Linked DNA regions of Rattus norvegicus: region 1 is linked to region 2. A link is a contact called in public Hi-C data. All regions are on one chromosome and are shown on one strand. Each heading gives the region's core, a stretch centred on a gene start, on an enhancer-like site or on the middle of the called end of the contact. The rest is flanking DNA. Distances are from core to core; before and after follow the strand shown.

The links. A called contact is a pair of places that touch in the nucleus more often than the background predicts.
Region 1: a Hi-C map of liver shows a contact between it and region 2, with 2.2 times the contacts expected there. The contact joins the promoter of Sepsecs here to the promoter of Anapc4 in region 2. A contact is called at or near these places in 3 of 12 Hi-C or Micro-C datasets (hepatocytes, kidney and liver).

Annotation. Positions count from the first base shown.
Region 1 is chr14:62,521,667-62,526,232 of GRCr8, reverse strand. It overlaps Sepsecs (Sep (O-phosphoserine) tRNA:Sec (selenocysteine) tRNA synthase), which reads right to left and starts at 1,894. Exons shown (of 11, transcript NM_001128287.2): 1 at 1,776-1,894; 2 at 1,081-1,235. The coding sequence starts at 1,889.
Region 2 is chr14:62,368,353-62,372,672 of GRCr8, reverse strand. It overlaps Anapc4 (anaphase promoting complex subunit 4), which reads left to right and starts at 2,101. Exons shown (of 28, transcript NM_001107220.1): 1 at 2,101-2,411; 2 at 3,833-3,938. The coding sequence starts at 2,283.

The sequences.
Region 1 (4,566 bases), core at 645-3,144, 150 kb before region 2:
AAGTGAGCCTCTTTGTCTGAAGCCAGCATGAGCCTGGGCCAGCCACAGTTACAAAGTGAGGATGTCTTAAAAAAAAAAAAAAGAAAAAGAAAAAAAAAAAAGAAAAAAAAATCAGAACACAGCACACAACTATGACGTATGTCAACTGAAGTTAAAACAAAAAGAAAAAAGGCCACACCCATGTTGAACAAGGCTGGCTGACCTTCTATGAGGGTGGGAAGTCAGCAAGTTGCAGGTCCAGAACCAAACATCTTCCCTCTGTGTGACCTATCACTTCTGTGACTACCTTCTGGACTTGACAGAAACCCCCTAGCTTCACCTACCCAAAAGCTAAGAATGTCATCAGACAGCACCTGGGGCCCGCAACAGGGTGTCCCTGCTTTCCTGAAACATGCCTACCTCCATATTTCTACTAGTGAATTAAAAAATGTCTTGGTCTATGATTTTATTCTACGACTATTTTATAAAAAAATTTCATGAAACTGTTACCACTCCAGAACATGATATTTGGGGTCACCTGTCACTTATATGTATCTCTAGAATATTCTTATTCTTTTTGAAGTGAACGTTTTTAAGATTTGTTTATTTTATGTATGAGTACACTGTAGCTCTCCTCAGACACACCAGAAGAGGGCATCAGATACCATTGCAGATGGTTGTGAGCAACCATGTGGTTGCTGGGAACTGAACTCAAGACCTCTGGAAGAGCAGTCAGTGCTCTTAACCACTGAACCATGTCCCCAGCCCGACCAATGTTTTTTTTTTTTTTTTTTTATTAAGCTTTCAGAACAGAGTGCTAGTTTAAATATTATCAGAACATGGCACTTGTGCTGTGGACCAGCCAGCATCGGAAGGGGTTAACCACCACATATCAGAACTGCAGCTCTATTGTCACGAAAATCGCCTGCTCCAAGTGTTCCGTTTGATTTCCATACCCATTTGATGACAGAAGAAATTATATATCTCAGTGGAAACTTTATAATTTAGTAGGAATATCATCACCATTATTTTAGGTTCCTTCCACTCCCATTCCCAAAAAAAGATAAATAAATGTTTTCACAACTAGTTTAAGAACCATACCTGTAATGACGACGAGCAACCAAAGCAGAGGCCACTCTCCCTTCCCTTTCTCCCACACCACAATTACCCAAGAAATTGTTGCTATCCATGACTGCAAGCTCATGCAGAAAGAGTTCGAGTGTACTTTCATCCCAGCCATCCTCTGGACACTTGCCCTTAAAAAAAAATAGTAATGACGTTCATGTTCAGGAAAATTATCGGTCCCTAAAACTCCACATCAATGTACTTGAATTCTTTTTAACGTGTTTTAGTGACCCTTGATTCCTCACATCGGAAACAAACTCAGCAGCTATGAAGAAACTGCTAATTGGCCAAACGTTCGTATTCTGTTCGACTACAAACTAGAGAGCGCGAATGTATCTAATACGGCCATTGAAGTTTGCTGGGACTCTTAAATCTCAGTTAAGTTAGGGAAACTGAAAAGGTAATGTCCTCAGTTTAGTTTTCCAGCTAGGGGCTGGCCAACTTCGGGGACACTAAAGTTCAGGACTACTGTCAAGGAGCGAGGTCTGAGAGGTCTGGAGGAAAGCTGCCGCTGGAGTAGGTTTAGCAATAGATTTGCCGATAGCACGCGCTCCCAGAGTGGCCCAGGCAGACCAAACACTTGGACTTTGACAGTTCCGCACACACTGAGGAGCGCGCTGCCCCTCCCCTCCCTGAAGACGCAGAGCCCGAGCGCCGAAACGGCGGGATACCTGCTCTATAAGCAGCCAGATGAGGTGCTCGTGTGCGCGCCGAGCCTCACAACCCTGCCTCACGTAAGCTGGAGTCACCCGCCGCTCGCCAGCCGCGAAGCTCTCGGGGTTCATGACGGCGCCCACTAAGCGCACGCCGAGACCCAGGATGCAGCGCGTCGCCCGGACGGTACGGGGCGGCCGTGGACCCAAAACACTCTAGGTCTCCGCCTTCGGCTTCCGCGCATGCGCAGAGCATTTTTGGTCGTCTTCCACCAACCCACAAACCCTCACTCACCCCAGCACTACAACCACCTAGGAAAAAGTTCAAAACCTTGAGTATTCTTGAGAGTTGGCAAGATTAGCGGGTTTCCGGCGACAGGAAAGGAACGTTGGGTTGGGCTAGGTAAACCCTCTTATAATCAAGAACATTAGTACTTCAAGAGAGGGCAGAGAAGGCAGAAGGGCCATTGTGTGGGCTTCTCAAGAAAAGACTATATGATCTGCTCCAGTCATGTTGTTTGAGTCTTCCCGACTGTGTCAGATTCCAGAACCTTACATCCATCCCTTGATATATTTCAGCATTTCCTACTGCCTGACAACATTATGAAAGGACAAAACCTTACTCTCCTGGCAAATTTATCTCACGATAGTTACTCTTTTCATTTCAAATTGTGCAATAATCTGCAATAACTTAATCTATCAGTGTACTAGGGGAAGAGGAGGCCCATGCATGTCTTACCTGAGATCTAGAGTTTTCTGTGCTTCATTTAGATCTACAGAATTCCTTTAAGAACTTTGTACTAATACTTGTCCATGAATAGTATTTCTTTGGAATATAGCAGAAGTCTACCAAATGTAGGAATTCACCAATGCCAGAACTATGTACTTGCATGTTAGCAAGCAAGCAAACATGGCCTACAAATTCTACATGACTCTGAAATGTTTGAGGGGAGAAGGGTTCCTCATCTTTTTTTGGGCACCTCAACAAAAATGGACAAGAAGTTATGGGGCTCTGCAATGCACTCCTATTTTGCAGGTTCGTAGCCATATAGAAGTAAAGGCTCGTGTGAAAAGAGGGGAGTGTGGAAAACAACAAAGATGCTCTGAGAGATCACTGCCAACCAGCATCCGTACCCATCAATAATCCTTGCACAGACAAAGGACACAGTCCTTCAGCTAGTCAAAGACACCATTGTACAGTACTGGTGCTTAGTCCCTGCCTTTGAAAGAATGAATGGGGGAAATGGTTGGACCTTTTGATCAGCTAATCTCTGAGCCTCCCAGGACTTTTGCTTGAGGCTATCAGATATCTTCAAAAGGATGTCACATGTCTCTATGGAGCCATTCATTGCAACATAGACAAGCTAGCTACTCTCCCAAGTCAACATTTGCTGTGAAGCTTTACAAAGATCACTGAGGTTAACTGAGGATCATTGTAACCTGCCTACAGCATAGTCTAGGAAAAACCTTCAGCAGTGGGCTGAGCCATGACCTCAATGGCCATTTCATCATTTTTAGATTGATTTTTTAAAATGCCTTTTAGATAGTGTATGTCCATTTTCAGAGTGGTCTATGGTATTTCCTTGCCAAAAGATACAGCCTGTACAGTCTCTAAAAGTTCTGATTCAAAAAAAGAGTCCTAAGAGTGACCAAGCCACTTACTTCCATCAAGGAGACTAAATTCTAGTCAAACCTAAAACAGCCTCAAAAGAATAGGAGATGGAAGGACCTCTGCCCTGTCTTATCCTGTCACAGAGGTAGAAAGGAGGGAACAGAGTACATGTTCACATGCAATGTAAGCTGGGCTCTTGGGGGGAGGGAAAGGAACACTGATGGGGGGAAGGACAAGGAGGAAGGGAGGAAGGGGATGGGAGAAGGGAAGAAGGGGATAGAGGAAGGAAAGAGGAGATAGAAGAAGGGACGAAGGAGTTGGAGGAAGGGGAGGAGATGGAGGAAGGGAAAGGGAAGGAGGACTCAAAGCAAAGTATGTATGGAACCCACTACTCTGCGTACTAATGATCTATTTAACTGAAAAGAAAGCAGGTCAGAATTCTGTCAGCATGAAAAGTTAATCCAAGAAGATACTTCAAAATGAGAGTTTTAACGGGATCGTTCAGAAACAGCCAATCTTCTAAAACTATAGGCTAAACGGGTCCTTCAGAACAAACCAATGACTTCAAAGTAGACGGTTCCTTTCAGGGCATTAAACCAAGGTCCCCATTTACTTGCTTTCACTATAAAATCTGCTCCCATCCTTCTCATTTTAGGAGAGCCTGGCTTTGGCCTCTTCTCACTCTTGTGTTGGTGTAGGCCAGGTCATACGTATTCAAATGCCGTTTACTTCCCTCAGCCACAGTGGCTGCGACATGGGCGTCTATCCCTGTCCCCATCACTTAAACACCCAAGCAGTTTCAACCTCATTAAACAGAACTAGAACGAAGCTCAGCCACCAGGGCTCCCACTTGCAATTATATGAACAAATGATCATAAACGATTCAGCATAATCACTTCACTGGTGTCCATCCCTCCCCGGGGGAAAAAAGATTATTACAATATTGATCAGACCAACGGTGTTTCTGAATTTGAATTCAATCACCTTCATAGGGTAATGGGCCAAATCCTTGCCAGCTGGGAATGACTAGTTGAGATCCAAATATGTATCCCAGCTAATGTAAAGCCTTGGTTTCTATCTTACATCATGAGACACAGATAGTCCCCACCTTCTATCTCCCTGTGTCTCCCATTGAATCCACCTTCCACTTGGAGAGGACACCTAATCCTATTTACTTCAAAGTCATACCTCTAGTAC
Region 2 (4,320 bases), core at 852-3,351:
TTCTGCTCTGTGTATTTACAGTTGTTATTAATGTTCCTAAGGGATGGTTGGTACCGGGCTTTGTATGTTTAAGTGGGCAATTATATCTTATCAATTGAGTCAAATGTTATTGTGTTGTGTGTTCTTTTATGTGACAGTTTGAGGTAGGAAAGTGTGCAGCGGCAGGAGACAATGGGCCTCCACGGAGTTGGGATGTGATTCCGCCAAGATATCTAGCAGATTTCTTGGGGCACCGCGGTGCGGACCTAGTGGGGTAAAATACAACTATACTTTTTTTATTTTTATATTTTTACAACAACAAAGGGGCACCAGGAAGTGAACTGGAGCTGAATCCTATGTTCTAGGAGATAACAGATTAAGGGATTTGGGGGTAAGATCCCATACAGCTAAGTTTAGATCCAGGCATTGTGGTACACACCTTTAATTCTAGCGTTATAGAAGACAGAGCCATGCAGATCTCATGAGTTCAGAGGTTTAGTCTGTCAAGATGGGAACATGGCAGCATCCAGGCAGGCATGGTACAGGAGTTGCTGATAGTTCTACATCTTCATCTGAAGGCTGCTAGCAGCATTCTGACTTCCAGGCAGCTAGGATGAGGGTCTTAAGCCCACTCCCATAGTGACACCTCCAACAAGGCCACACCTCCAAATAGTCCACCCCCTGGGCAAAGCATATTCAAACCATGACAGGGGGAGACAGTTTTAAAAAACAGTACTGTCTCTTTTTTTCCTCCACCATCATGCACTCTACACCTGATTCGGCTTCTTGCCATGTTGTCTAACAAGACTTTCAGAATCAAGCGATTCTTGGCCAAGAAACAAAAGCAAAATTGTTCTGTTCCTCAGTGGATTCCGATGAAAAGTGGTAACAAAATCAGATATAACTCTAAGAGAAGCCACTGGAGGAGAATGGAGCTGGGTTCATAAGCATTCACACAATGGCAAGACTGAGGGTTTATACTGAACTGAGATCATCGATCAGTCCTACCAGATGGATTTCAACAATTTTAACCTGGAGACTTGCTTGCATCTAAATTAGGGTGTTTGTTCAGTAATAACATTTAGAACCTTTCAAAAAAAAAAAAACTACTACACATGACAAAATGTAGACTTTGCTAAGAAGGATGAGAACTCTCCCATCTTGCAGGATGGTCTTTGTACTTAAAACTGTCCCCCAGAGAAGTTGTGATCAACATATTGATTATTGAAGTTGCCTGGCAGTCAGTTTCTGTCCAAATTTTCTCACAAAATTGAATGTTTAGATAGCCATAGAATAAATCCTGCTTCCTCTTAACTGTGGTGAGTTTGTTACAAGTTAAGTGATTATTTAAATAGGATGAGAAGTCAAACTATTTGTCCCGTGTCCGGGAGGGTACAAACACTTTAACATATTTTTCTGTAAACAGTGTTTTGTTTTGTTTTTAAATGTTAATTTCTGTCCAATGTTAATTCTCTTTTAGTTTGCTAAACTTCTGCCTGATAGAGAGGGCTTTTTGTTGTTTTAAATTCTACTGTGCAGCCAGCGCTGAAAACTACTATGAGTGTCCCAAAGGAGGTGTGTGGATCGGGAGTTTTGATTAGAGCCTAAACCTGGAACAATCAAGGGATTATCTGCATTGAAGCAAATTTCTGAACAAACGGCAAAGACCTTAAAGGGGTTCCCACTATGAGTGTCCCAAAGGAGGTGTGTGGATCGGGAGTTTTGATTAGAGCCTAAACCTGGAACAATCAAGGGATTATCTGCATAGAAGCAAATTTCTGAGCAAACGGCAAAGACCTTAAAGGGGTTCCCACTTGTCCGCGTATACACCGTTAAGGATCCTTTGGAGCTTGCTGGGTACTAGGCAACCCAGAGTAGCGGACCTTCAAGGCACTAGAGCTCGCTCCGCCCCTAGCCACGCCCAGCCACGCTCCTCTCACTTCTAGCCCCGCCCACCCCTGCTGTAGCCCAGGCCAACTTTGCCTTAGGCACTCGCTTGCCGCGTCCACATAGCTCCGCCTCATATCAAGCCCCGCCCAAGTGCGCAGCCCTGCGTTCTCCCCGCCCCACCTGCGCGCCGCCGCTTTGCCACTCACTTCCTCTCGCGAGGACAACCTAGCGTCGGCGCCGGAAGCTTCCTCTGAGCGCGGAGGGCGGAGTGAGAGGGCGGGGAAGGCAGCTGGCTAGGAGTAGGCCGAGTTTGAGAGTCTGGCAGGTACCGCTGCTGGCAGGGCTTTGCGCCAAAGCTTTGTGGCCGGGTGCTCCGACGGCCTTCACGAGAGCGTCGTTGCAGGGCCGCACCCATGCTGCGCTTTCCGACCTGTTTCCCATCCTTTCGGGTGGTGGGAGAGAAGCAACTGCCGCAAGAGATTATTTTCTTGGCCTGGTCACCCAAGCGAGACCTCATTGCTTTGGCCAACACTACAGGCGAGGTAAGTGAGCTGGTGAGAGTTTGCCTATGCTGGGACTCTCGAGCCTCAGTTTCCCCTTTCGCAGACATGTTGAATCACATATCTATCCTGTCCCTACATCTCAGCGTGGCTGTTCACTTGAAGAGAAAGTGTAAAGGACCGTGCCTGCCAAACATGGTGTATATTCCATTTCCTGTATGGCCAGAAGAACAAATTCCCTCAAAGTTCTGCACACACAGGTCTCCATGAATTGATTTGGCCAGGGATGCAACATCAGACCCCGCCCAATTGGCTTTCAGATGAGTAGAGAATGAAGATGAACTGTCAGGTCCAACTAGAAATGTGTGTGTGTGCACGCGCAGTTGCTACGGAGGATGTTTGGTTTTGAATTTTTATATTTTTGTTACATCTAGCTATTTAAAAGATCTTTAAGTTGAGAGGCTGTGCTTCACAGAATTGCAGACAGAATGTGTATGAACATCGTCAATTAGCATTTCTAACATTAGAAACGTGAACACTCAGTATCAAGTATAACCAGAACATACCCAACTTTTTGTGGGGGAAAATTATTACCTGGCAGCCATCTTGAAAGGAACCCTTCAGCTGTGCCATTTAACATCTCACCTATGTAAAACTAGGTGGTAAGGAAGTCCTAGCATCCAGGGCAGTTTCGTGTGCCAAATTGCATTATCGTGTTGTGTGTCATGATGGCTCTGTCTCTAAGATCCATGGCTGGTGACAAAGCTAAGAGCAGTCATGGTTGTTATTTTACTATGTCACAGCTACCTTTTGATATTGTTTCTGTTACTTCTTTTGTTTGTCATCTGGGACAGCCTTCTTAACCTTTTCAAAAAAGTAAGCTTAAAAGATATGAAAGGGGCTGGAGACGAGCTCAGCCATCCAGAGCACATGCTGTTCTTAGTGATGACCTGGGCTTGGTTCATAGCACCCACATGGGTACTCGCACCTGTCAGTAGCTCCAGTTCCAGGGAGAACTGATGCCCTCTTCTGGCCTCCTTGGGCACTGGCTGCACAAATGTGATATAAATATATACATGTACACACGTGTACTTTTAAAAAAAATGAAGGCCGGACAGATGACTCAGTGGTTAAGAGCACTGACTGCTCTCCCAGAGGTCCTGAGTTCAAATTCCAGCAACCATATGGTGGCTCACAACCATCTGTAATGAGATCGATGCCCTCTTCTGGTGTGTCTGAAGACACCTACAGTGTACTTAAAAAATGAAAATATGTAGAGTGCAGGTCTGAGTTGTGCCCTCTGAGTTCATCCATTTCTTTGAAAATGTCTTACATTCATTTGGACACAGTTGCTTTGTGGACAGCTAAATACTCAAAAGTGGTAATTAAAGTTTGTGTTCTGGGGGTCTAGGTTCATTTTATTTCTGCAGATGAGTTTCTGCTATTACATCTTTTCGTCTTAGGTTTTACTGCATCGCCTTGCAAGTTTTCATCGCGTCTGGAGTTTTCCACCAAATGAAAGTACAGGAAAAGAAGTGACCTGCTTGGCCTGGAGACCAGATGGCAAACGTATGATAATGCTACGAATGTGTATCTTTTATTTTCAAAAAGGATATTCTAAAAAGAATACATTTTTCTTGGCACATTTTAGAATTATGGTTTTGTTTCTGTTATATAGGTCTTACCACACAACCCCGACTGACCTAGGACTTGCTGTGTAAACCAGGCTGCACTAGAACTTACAGAGACTCACCTGCCTCTGCCTCCCCCGTGCTAGGCTTAAGAACATGTGTTACCTACCATACCTGGCCCTATATTAGAATTGTAAATACTAGTTTGAGACTTTTTCTTTTTAGAATGTTTAAAATATTTTTCGTGAAAGTCTGTTGTTGGCAAGGATAACTCTTTATCAAGCCCTGGCTTTGTGGCAGATAGGATCGCAGTCTGACAC